Linked DNA regions of Zea mays: region 2 is linked to region 1. The links are chromatin contacts, called in public Hi-C maps. All regions are on one chromosome and are shown on one strand. The core of a region is the stretch at or near the end of the contact, and the rest is flanking DNA. Distances in the headings are between cores, read along the strand shown.

Region 1 (6,165 bases), core at 1,815-4,314:
GTTGTCACGGTCTCGCAAGACTCTCGCCCCACTCGATACAATTGCTATGGCTCGCGCAAGAGCCGAAGGGTTGGTGGTTTATCTAAACTCACTCAACTAACTAAGATTCACCTAGAGCAAGCGCTAGAGTGGTCTAACTAACCTAAGCACTTCGCAAAGAACCTACGCTAATCACTGAGTGATTCTATTAAGCACTTGGGTGTAAGAGCACTTGAGAATGTCTACTATATCCCTTGATATGTCTCCTGGGCTCCCACACTTGGAAATGGCCGGTTGGGGGTGTATTTATAGCCCCAACACAAAACTAGCCGTTGGAGGAAAGCTGCTGCTTTCTGTGGTGCACCGGACAGTCTAGTGGGTTCATCGGACAGTCCGATGATCCTGTCCGGTGCGCCTAGCCGTTAGGTTTGTCAGAGCAGGTGATCGTTGGCACGCAGGCTTTATGCACCGGACAGTCCAGACTTCACATCGGACAATCCGGTGGTCTTTCCTCCACGGTGCCACCTGGAACTAGTCGTTAGGGCTACTGTTCCTGGTACACCGGATAGTTTGGTGCTCCTCGCACACACAGTCTGTAGGAAACACATCTTCTTTTCTTGGACTTTACTTGATCTTCATAATGTCTTCTTTTGAGGTGTTGCTTTTCTCAATGTCTTGGTCCATGTTACTTTAGCATCCTGTGAACTACAAACACAAACACTAGCAAACACATTAGTCCATAGGTTATGTTGATCATTAAACACCAAACTCTATTAAGCCAAATGGCCCGGGGTCCATTTTCCTTACAATCTCCCCCTTTTTGGTGATTGATGACAACACAACCAAAGCAAGCAAATATTATAAAAATTTGATTGAAAAATATGCAATCTACTTGCTAGGATGCATGATTGTCCCCACAATGTGATATTACAGACTTAAGTCTCCCCTAACTCCATAGTTCACTTACTTCCTTTTTTAGACCAAAGAACCAAAACCATTTGAAGAATTAAAATTTTAAATTGGTGATGTTTGGTGTTTGGTACAAATTTCATTGCTTTGGTCCCTAAACATCTCCCCCTTTGACATCAACCACCGAAAAGAATGACATTAAAGACATATAGGAAGCAAATAAGACTTGCCCTCATAACGAATTGTCAATTAATACCAGTTTAAGTACTAAATTGTTACTCCCCCTAAATGAGTGTTCTCCTTTAGAAAGAATTTTCTCCCCCTTTAGAGACAAAGAAATACTCCCCCTGACAGAGAACTTCTACTTAGGAAAAAGCATGTGAGAAATCGAGGTGCAAGACATGATTTGAATAGACTAACTTCCCTTATGCATAGGTAATAAAATATGAGTCAACAATATATGCATTTTAGCAACATGGGAAGTATAAGATATGAAATATAGTCTAATCAAATATTGGAGAAGACATGTAAATTATACTGAATGTAGTCTCAAAGATACCAATTGAAAGTCAATGGCGAACCAATTGAAGACCAATGGCAGACTTATGAGACATGAAAGTTCTTTGAGATTTTGGAGTGGAAGTTTGTTGTCTTTCTCCGGGGACTTTATTTTCCTTACAATGAGACTACTACATGAAATAGACTCGAAAACGGTATTAGTCTCAAAGTCTTAGATTATAGATTAACCTTCTCCTGAAAGTGTGCATACAAGTTTTGAATACTTGTAGGAGACATGCACTTTGATTTGATATCAAGAGGGATAGATTATCCATAACCCGAGCTTTGGCACATATAAGTTAAATGATACTAATTGTAGGATATAAGATTTTGAAGCATTAGTGTCATTTACTTAGGGATGTTAAATAAGCTATGTGCCATGCTTAATTAAACAATTTTAAACCATGCAGGTTTGCTCAAAAATATGAAATGAGAACGAGCAATCCTACCATGTGATTTACCTAGTATGCATGCATTGTTAATCTAAAGTACAAAATGAAATACTAGGCATGAAATGGTAAGCTAGATATAAGAAAATGAGATGTAAATCTAAAAATAAGGAAAACAATAAATATAGTTACCTTAGTTATGGGTGGGGAAGTTTGGGTCCAAAATATTTGCTAACCCACTTGGCAATAAACTTGATCCAATATGATGTGTCCCATGATATACATCCCATCTTTGCCAAGTCTCCAAATTTCCCGTTATTTTTCGGACTACTCACTTCCCTTTCGGGATCCAAACCTTCATGGTGCTTTTCATGGTTGAAATTATTTCCTTTGGCACCCAGATGCGTTTGGCCCCCTTTCTTTTGTTGGCTTGCTTGTTGGCCTTGATTGCTATCACTTTTCTATTTTTTTATTCTTGATCAAATATGGTGTAGCAGCCTTTTTGTTCACCTTGTTGATGTAGGTGTTGGAGATTTTGCTTGATGGCTTTTGCTTGAGCTTTTGCTTTTGCTTATCCCCGGTCATCGCCTTGCATTGGAAAGACTTATAACCTTCCTTGTGGCATAACCTACAAATCACAGTTTCGTCCTCCACAGGCTTGTTCACTCCCGCATTTATATGGTATTCAGAAACCATATAAATCTTCCACTAAGACTCGTCTAACCCATTATTCAGATTATTATAACCTCTTAAATTTTCCACTAAGGCTTATTCAGATTATTATACAACTGAAATACTATTCACCATATAAGAGAAAAACAAAACAAAACAAAACATAGCGTGGAATACCTACAACATCCAAAATATTCCACCAGTCTATACGCTGAACATAACTGCATGTGCCTGCAATTCTTTTGCTCTTTTGTCTGGGCCGAAGACTGAGTGAGTGCACATGCGTTTGCACCCTTTCCCCTACCAGAAACAAAAGTAAGAGCTAAAATTGCGCAAATTGAGAGCTATTTAGAAACTTGTCGCATTGAATAATTGCGACCCAGCACCCAACCATTAAATTAAGAGCTAAAATTATTGCAAATCCTGTCATTTTCTTGTTGCAAGTTGCATGCTGTTGACTCCATCTGGTCGTCCCCTATTTTCTTTTTTTTTTCTCAAATCTGATTCAAAGACTTCGTACGCTTGCTACTTATTGGATGAGCTGGGACGACATGTTCATTGAATTCATACATGTAGGAGATGATGAACTATATGGATGGATATCTTGACCAGTTCAATGAATATACAATTCAAGGCTCATTTCCTACCTTACATGCCTGCCAACTAATATGACCTACTGCACTTCTGCCAAAGCTTCTTGCCTTCGAAGGAGGAAGAAGAAGATGATGAGCAGCTAAGAAGAATTCGGCAACATCTCCATGAACTCTCCAAAAATGGAGCTTTCTCCATGGCTTGTGTTCTCCTTGGGTTTCCTTGCGCAGGCTCTCGTCATCTTGGCTGACACGAATGCACAAGACGGTATGTTCCAGTTTTTCCGTCCCTTGTGTCCTTGTTATTTCTGTGCTCACTTGCTCATTCTGTTGCTCTTCTGTGCAGCTTCTGGGCTGAATGGGATTCAAGATTCCTGGAACAAGAAGCCATCAAACTGGAGGGTGGGCACTGACCCATGTGGAGATAAATGGAACGGGATAAGCTGCACCACAAGCCGGGTCACGGCTATGTTAGTATCAGCAGCTAGAAGATATTATCACATACGGTCGTTTCCTTCTAGTCATCCATTTTATAGATGAGCAATTCATCACTCATTCTGCTGCTGTTGTTGTTGTTGTTTCGTGGTGGCTGTTCCTGCAGAAGACTCTCGAGTTTAGGATTGTCAGGATCCCTTTCAGGCGACATCCAGTCCCTGTCCGAATTGCAGACCTTGTATGAAACATTCCGACTTTTACAGTCTGATTTGATTTGATTTGATTTGAGTCTCCATACAAGCACATGAATTGGAATTTTTAGCATTTGTTTCAAGCATGTGAGGTGATTGCTTCCTGTTTTTGTTTTTTGGCAGGGATTTCTCCTACAACAAGGACTTGGGCGGTCCTCTTCCTGCGTCCATCGGAAGCCTGAGTAACCTCGAAAACCTGTGCGCAACCAAACTTTTTAAGGAGTTCCAATCGTCCACTGATTTCAATATTTTCACTGCCTGGATTGTTCCTTGACTTATTTGCTCTCCGACTCCTCCGCAGGATTCTTGTCGGTTGCAGCTTTTCTGGAGAAATACCGAAAGAACTCGGACAGCTCACCAAGCTTAGATTTTTGTAAGGAGACCAAACCAACCTGAAACCTTTGTGTCTATGCCTTTGATCTATTAGCAACCATAAACAAACAAGGATATAATCATTTTTTGGGATTGTATCTTCTGTTGAACAAAAAGCTTTTACCTATCTATATCTATCCAACTGTCACTTGGGAAATCAACTTTAGTTTGTCCTCTTTGGTCAGAACAGAAAGGAAGTAAAATTGAGGTCTTACGTTCTGTATATGCTTGAAAATCAAACAAGTTTATGCGCTTAGGTCCAGGCAGCACAATGTGATCTTTAGCTTTTTGACTGCCACTACAATAGGGTAAAAAAAAGAAAAGAAAAGAAAGATTTGGTCATTGTATTCCATCGCTGCAGATCTTTGAACTCAAACAAGTTCAGCGGTTCCATTCCGGCATCACTCGGAAGGCTCTCGAATCTATACTGGTTTGATCTGGCTGACAATAAGCTCTCCGGAGGACTCCCGGTGTTCGACGGCACGAATCCCGGGCTGGATAACCTGACAAATACAAAGCACTTGTATGTACCAGTTCCAGTCCCCAGAATTAAGTTCATTGACATTATATTGGGATCTGACATTTTGATCCCCTTGAAGAGTTGTGGTTCATTTGATGGCCGTTTCTTCGCAGCCACTTCGGGGTCAATCAGCTCTCAGGAACAATACCGAGCCAGATTTTCAACTCAAATATGACGCTGATACATGTGTAAGTGAGAGGAAACTCATACGACTTGGTCGTTTTTTGTTATGAAGGCTAGCTCAGGCTTGTGTTCTGTATGTATGCAGGCTTCTTGACAACAACAACTTCACCGGACGCATTCCTCCTACTCTGGGCCTTCTCAATACACTAGAAGTCATGTGAGTACAAAACCTGCATGGCATGGCATGGCATGGAAAAGAAAATCTACAAAACTTGAGCCCAACAACCTCACAAAACTTGCAGGCGTTTTGATAACAACTACCAGCTGACTGGGCCGGTTCCTAGCAACATCAACAACCTCACAAAACTTGCAGAGCTGTGAGTGTTGTTGTTTCATTCACTTCTGTCAGTATCAGTAGGACTAGTAGCAGGAAGCTATAACGATTTGTCATCTCTTTCGATCGATTCTTTCTGTCGGTCCACACTAGCCATCTGGAAAACAACCAGCTGACTGGTCCACTGCCAGACCTCACAGGGATGATCGCGCTCAGTTTTGTGTAAGTGAATTCGCTCGAGAGCTAGTTTCTCCTTTTCTTGAGCCCAAGACATGAGTAGCTTGTGAAGCTGTTGCAACTCTGTGGCAGGGACATGAGCAACAACAGCTTCAATGCATCTGGTGTTCCTTCCTGGTTCACCACTCTGCCATCTTTGACCTCACTGTAATTCTGTCTCTCTGCACTCCTCCTACTCAAGTCCAGAACCTGTGTCTGAATCTTTGTTTGTCGGTTACATTACATACAGGTACCTTGAAAACCTGCGTGTCACAGGGCAGCTGCCCCAAGCCCTGTTCAGCCTTCCTGCAGTTCAGACACTGTGAGTCAGTAGTGTTTCCTTCTCCAAAAAAAACGAGCTGACCATGTAGAAAACGATCGATCATATATAGAGTTTGCAGGAGGCTCCGGGGAAACCGTTTCAACGGCACGCTAACTATCGGATCAGACTACAGCACTCAGCTCCAGCTAATCGATCTGCGAGACAACCAAATCAGCCAGATAACTGTCGGCGGATCACAGTACAACAAGCAGCTCATGTAGGAAGAGAGGAACCGAGCTCATCATGTAGCAAGCAACAGCTTATTTTGCAGTTCATCGTTCGTTCCTCACAAATCGCACGCGTGCATCTGCTGTCTTCTTCCACAGACTAGTCGGGAACCCCATCTGCAGCCCGGGGACGGGGAGCAGCGAGAAATACTGCGCGTCGCCGGGGCAGTCCAACCAGGCGGCGCCGCCGCCGTACAGCACCCCGATGAACTGCTCGGGGCTGCCGCCGCCGTGCCTCTCGGACCAGCTCGTGAGCCCAGGCTGCGTC
Region 2 (6,165 bases), core at 1,143-3,642, 570 kb after region 1:
AACTAAATGAGTTAAATAAAAGTGCCTAAGAGATGGCTAAATGGTTCAGCCATCCCTCTATTTATAGATGGTTATTTGTCTTTCCCAATCTACTCTAGATACATAGAGCCTATCCACTCAGTCAGGGATGAAACAGATCAACTCTTGATATGTTGATCTGACGGCCATACCTTCTTCACGAAATTGCTTCACCATGACGCACCCTTCGTAATAACGTCATGTGCCGTATTCGATTCCCTCTGAAACCGTATCGCAGAGTTTTGAAGCCCAAACCCGATGAAACCTGCAAATTGTTGCGCTAGGTGGTTTTGAGGCTCAACCACCGAAACCCCGCGGGTAGCGTACTCCACACGCGTTCCCGCGTCCTAGACACGTGTCTCATCGGTCCGCAACCGTGTCGACGACATGATCTGCTCTATCGCGTCCTCATGTCTGTCAGTGTCTCTAGGTATCAGCCATCACAATTAGCCATCCGGCTTCTCAGTCACTCGATCCAGTCTCAACACTCGTACTTTACCGCTCTCGATCTATCAACACGAACACGTGTGATATTCATCTTCGTCTACTTGTGTAAAACTAAAATGAACTATACAACTCGATACCCTTTTGGAGTGAATATAATTGACTGAAACTAGAATTTCTAACAATTAGTTTCCGGAAATCAGCTGTGGAATTTAAGCCTTTCAATCAGCTAGCTCTCACCGATGCAGCTGTGAAATTAAATGTCACTAGTAAATACAGTACCATATGAGTATATACCCCACTGCGGTACAGATCTGTACTGTAATCCCCACCTGAGCCTTAAAAGAAGACCTGTCATTTTTCTTCACAGGCAGAAGAATGTTGTGCGGTGAGTAGACAGTGGTAGCCACCACACATTTCACCATCAGGAAAGCCAAGGGTTTTGCACATGATCCAAACTAAAGTTTGGATTAGTGGGCCTGGGGTTAATTTTTTTTCTGCACAAGTGCCAATACAGCAATCGATGACTAAAATCATGTGCAAATTGCTAAATGATAAGGATCTGCTGTGAGTGAAAGCGATGCATGTGGTGAAAAACAAAACTATTGGGCATGTCCCTGACGGAGTGTTCGCTTACTAATGCAATATTTGTATTCTATCTGTGATTTTGCTTCCACTAGGCACTAGCTAGCTGGATTGATGCATGCTCCCACTGTTCTGGACAAGTTTGACTCCCCAAAAGAAGCTTGCGTTGAAACAGCTTCAGCACACGCGGCAAGAAAACATTGGTGGAGAATTTGCCTTTGCTGGCGTGCCCTTCAGTTTTCGTTGCTAGTACTGTTTTTCTTGGGGTTGGCATAAATAATTTGGTTAGTAGCAATTGTTCAAGTGAAAATATGGATGTTTTTAGTTATACTTGTGGAACTATACCATGGATTTATAGATACAGGCAAAGCAAGCCATTTTATTGAATTTACACAAGTTTATCATCTGTATATTCCTGACGGAAAGAGAGAATGGATCAGAAGGAATCAAGAGCCGTGCGCCACGCTCAATTTACAGGATAAAACGCATGAAGTTATTTCAGAAATAAAGTATAGCATGCATCAAAATGTCTTTCGTTTGCGAAAGCGCACAAAAGGAATTAAATGCTTAAACTCGTTTTCCAGCCGATCCCTTTCTAAGAAAATAGGAGAGCAAAGAGGAGAAAGGAACTGAACAAAACACTCATTATTCTAAATACTTTCAATAAATAAAAATCTGGAGTGGGGACATCCATGGACGCGCTCAGCTCCTGTAGCTCCGCCCTCTTCTCACCATTGCAGTAGTACAGCTCTGACACACCACACAAGGCCACTGGCCTGGCCACAGGGCTCTCTCTCTCTCTCTCTCTCTCAAACAAGCTTGGATTCCTGACAGTGCAAGCAAAGCAAAGCAAGCAGAGCCGAAGCTTGGAGTATTTCTCTTGCTTCATCCCCTCTCTTATTTACACAACACATCTGAGAGACATACAGCAAGCTCTCTCCCCATTGGCCATATCTAGCTCGTAGTCTACACTGCCTCTAAACCTTGACATTTCCTTTGTATTCCCCTTTCCAATTTGCAGTAGTTTGTAGGTAGACCGCAAGGTGGTTTTTTCTTGCAGCAATGGCGGCCAAGGTTTGACAAGGCATGACGTCCTGATTAAGCCCCCTCGCGGCAGCCACAAGGTTTGTTTACTTCCATTCATTTTTGTTGTTTGTTTTGGTCCATCTCTTCTTCACCTCTGTGTTTTGGTCCCTCCCCTTTGTTTCTACGCTGTTCTTCTCACAACAAAAGCACAACATGTTTAACATACACACCAACCAAATACTAGTCAAGTAGGAACGGTGTGTGAATGCAAAGCCTTTGCAGAGAGCAGCCCCTGTATCCATCTTCCTCTAGATCTCCTAGCATTCTAGTTCTACTGCTGATCTTCTGCATGGCCATGGTGAGGAACCCAAGAGACCTTGAAACATACTAGGAGTACTAGCAGTAGAGGATTTAAACCTATCTTGGAGTTTGCAACTGGTATCTTCTTGCAAGATCCCAAGGCCACCGTAAGGTCCACAAACCTCAGCCCTTTTTGTTCTCTCACTCTCCCCAAGAATCAATCCCTTTTTTTTTTCTCTTCCTTCACTTTTTGAGCGCCCCAAGGCATGCCAGATTCTTGTTTCTTCATAGTACATCATTGCTTGGAACCTCCAAGCTGTCGTCTTGGCATTCACTTGGCCTTCCTGCTGAAATTCCTGTTGTTAAGTTTGTTTGTTTCAATTGTTTGTTTGTGTGCGTGTGGGCGCGCGCGCGCGCTATTGCAGATTTGTTGCAGCGTGAGACAGGAGCTGCGGCTGCGGAGGAAGTGAGCAAAAGCATGGATCTTTCCGGCACGCAGGGCGAGCTGCCGATGGCAACAATGCACGCCGGCGGGTCGCCGTACCTGGGGCTGCACCACGGGCACCCACAGCAGCACAACCATGGCGCGAACGGCCGGCACATGTCGCCGCCGGATGTGGTGGCGGAGGAGGCCAAGAACCGGCAGCTGGCGGTGGTGCCCGTGGGCACAGGAGGCGGAGGCGGGGCAGGGGTGAGGTACCGCGAGTGCCTGAAGAACCACGCGGCTGCCATCGGCGGGAGCGCGACGGACGGGTGCGGCGAGTTCATGCCCGCGGGCGAGGAGGGGTCGCTGGACGCGCTCCGGTGCTCGGCGTGCGGGTGCCACCGCAACTTCCACCGCAAGGAGCCGCCGGGCGGCGACGGGCGGCAGCTGTACGGGCACCACCACCACCACCCGCTGAGCCCGCTGGCCGCGGTGCACCCCCACCATCACCGGGGGCTGCTGGTGGCGGCGCTTCCCCCGGCGCCGACGCGCATGGTGATGCCGCTGAGCGCCGCCATGCACCATCACCAGCAGCCGCCGCAGCAGCACCACAGCTCGGCGTCAGCGGACTCCGACGACGCACACGTGCCAGGGGTGCGCGGGGGGGAGGTGCAGCAGCAGCAGCAGGCACCGGCACGGAAGCGGTTCCGGACCAAGTTCACCGCGGAGCAGAAGGCCCGGATGCTGGGGTTCGCGGAGGACGCCGGGTGGCGGCTGCAGAAGCTGGACGAGGCGGCGGTGCAGCGCTTCTGCCAGGAGGTCGGCGTGAAGCGGCGCGTGCTCAAGGTGTGGATGCACAACAACAAGCACACCCTGGCGCGGCGCGGCCACGCCGGGCTCCCCGGCGACCCGGAGCTGCTGGGGCCGCACGACGGCCAGCTCGGCATGCCGCTCCCGGAGCCGGCGGCGGAGCCCGCAGCTGCTGCTGCGGCTGCGGCTGGACTTGGAGTGACCGACCAAGCCATGTCTTTCGGGACTGGACGACATTGATCAAGAGAGTCTAATGCTGACTGAATCAGCCTTGCGGCATAGGGAAGCTGTTTTCTTTGTTAATCTGCTGCTGATCTCATCAATCTAGCCGTAGCTTTAGCTGCATTCGCATTCCACTGTTCCATCCATCCATCCTAGCTATCCATCAACCACAAACTGATGATGCGGAGTCTCCATGGATTTCTATTCCTTGTTGATTTCTGTAGCTGCTCTCCCCGCTCTTGACTTTAATTTTTTAGTGCTCGAGTGACTGGTGGTTTGGGAGGTGAGACTGAATCACTCACTCTTCCGCCTTATGTGTTGTTCCTTTCATTTCATCATGCTACTGTCGTTGTGGTGTTTAGTCAGCCAGCCAGAGAGTGAGTGCTACACTAGTACTAGTGATTGATCAACAGCTGGTAATCTGATACGCCTGGCTGCCGTGCATGCTTAGCAGGCCTGTAACCGAAAGAATCTACTAGTAAATTATGATCAGATTAGGCTAATGATTGGTGAGAGAGAGAGAGAGAGATGTGGCGTTGAGAAGAGAACAAGAGCGCACACAGATGCATAATACGCAATGTGGCTGGCTGGGCCGCCGGAGCGAGCCTGAATTATTGCTGGGGGCCTGGACCCTGGAGGAGGAGATCATGTGGGCGTGCAGGGGGGCAGGGGAGCATGTGGCGCGACGTCGTCGAGGCGATCCCAAAATGGATAGCCACTTAATGCCGTGCTGCGCTGCGGTGTACTGTACTGTACACTACCGATGCATGTGTGTGCAACCAGCGATCTGCCAAACGCAACATGCGTGATCTGCCGTGCAGTGGACTACGTACTCTAGCAGCAGCATTGCTATCAGGACTTGGTGCTTTTGATTTGATGATCTGGTTTGGTTTGGTTTTGGGGGAACTGAGAAAGCTTTGATCCAGAAGAGCATTATCTCTGTTTTTTTCTCTCTCCTAGGAAAAAAAAACATCCTTTCAGTCTTCTCCTTCCTAGTTCCCTACCTCTTGTCTCACGGAAGGGGAGCAAGAAAGAAACAGGTCACATTTCTGATTCCTCGCCAATGGCCAGAATCTCTTCTGCGCCTGAAAAAAAAAACCCCCGCGCGAGAGTACTAGTGTGCAGCTTCTGAAGGGAGCAAGCAACACATGCACGCACGCACGCATGGGCAAGAACCAAGGGGAGCCCTCTTCTTTATCTATCAGACTCAGAGTATCAGTGGCCACCAGTGGGTACATACATACAGGTGAGGTCCAGTTTATTTAGATCTGAATCGGCTGCCTGATTGGCCCCCCCCCCCCCCGTGCTGTTCTGGACCCCATCTGGTGCTGGGCTTCGCCACTTTGCCTGGCAATAATCTGAATCCAGAATGTCTTTGGGCCCTCCCTGCAATGCAATGCATGCATGCAGGCATGCCTTGCCCTTGCCCACCCTCCTCAGCACAGCAGCCATCACCTGAGATCAGACCACAGCGCTACGTAGTACGCTAGACACTCCTCTGTTGTCGTTAGGACGAACGACGGACCAGGACGGAGCGAGCGAGCTCGTACTGTTCGTATCACGGGCTGCTCCAGCTCCAGTCCAATCCGACCCAATCTCTCCCAGCAAAGCAACCACACTCTGCTGTACTCTGCTGCGCCTGCGCCGTGTTGTCAATCAAGCTCGACCGATCGGCCTCGCGTCTGCACCGACGCCACTTGCCGAAAAGCCCGGGGATTAAAAAGGGAAGCTACTGCTGCTCGCACCAGCATAGCTACAGTGCCTCGCGTCGCGTATTGCCGTCTTGGTTGATCCCCTCTCCCGAACGTGCTCCGATCCATCGCGCTGTCTGAAGGCAGGCGGGCAAGCATGCTTTTAATCATGGCGACGCTGAACGGAGGTTGGTGACGACGACTGCCGACGAGACGAGTCGGCCGGTGGTGCGCTGGTGCTAGTGCGGTAGTGCTCGTGCAGCGCGCAGTAGCATTTGCTCTCTCCTACGACGGAAATGGCTTTGCAGACACCATCCAACAACACATGCGGAATCTCTACGGAGTTTTCCTGCTAAGCATGTACTAGTACTAGGCTGCCAGTATTCATGTAAGTCGGACAATGGAAACCCCAACCCTGAACTAGGTTTAGGTGTTATATCAATAGAGACTGAGTTAGTTGGATCTAGCCTATTACACAGGGTGAGAAGGTAACTTAAACCCTAAACAGATATTCTAACACCCCTAGTCAACCTCTATCCTATACAGATGTTGAAACTGTATCGAAAATCTAAGAATTCACTCAACGGTAACCACTTGGTGAAGATGTCAGCAAACTGCAGCGTGGTGGGGACACTGAAAATTCGA

What was found. Hi-C and Micro-C count contacts between places; a contact is called where the count stands out from the background.
Region 2: a contact with region 1 is called in a Hi-C map of leaf, with 5 times the contacts expected there. The contact joins the promoter of LOC100277167 here to the promoter of LOC100383452 in region 1. A contact is called at or near these places in 2 of 25 Hi-C or Micro-C datasets (both in leaf).

Annotation. Positions count from the first base shown.
Region 1 is chr3:137,948,939-137,955,103 of Zm-B73-REFERENCE-NAM-5.0, forward strand. It overlaps LOC100383452, which reads left to right and starts at 3,065. Exons shown (of 17, transcript NM_001357145.1): 1 at 3,065-3,365; 2 at 3,444-3,567; 3 at 3,699-3,770; 4 at 3,907-3,981; 5 at 4,085-4,156; 6 at 4,517-4,678; 7 at 4,789-4,863; 8 at 4,944-5,015; 9 at 5,101-5,175; 10 at 5,286-5,354; 11 at 5,442-5,516; 12 at 5,599-5,670; 13 at 5,750-5,887; 14 at 5,997-6,165. The coding sequence starts at 3,266.
Region 2 is chr3:138,521,439-138,527,603 of Zm-B73-REFERENCE-NAM-5.0, forward strand. LOC100277167 reads left to right here and starts at 2,393. Exons shown (of 2, transcript NM_001150813.2): 1 at 2,393-2,545; 2 at 2,799-4,189. The coding sequence starts at 2,852. The coding sequence ends at 3,847.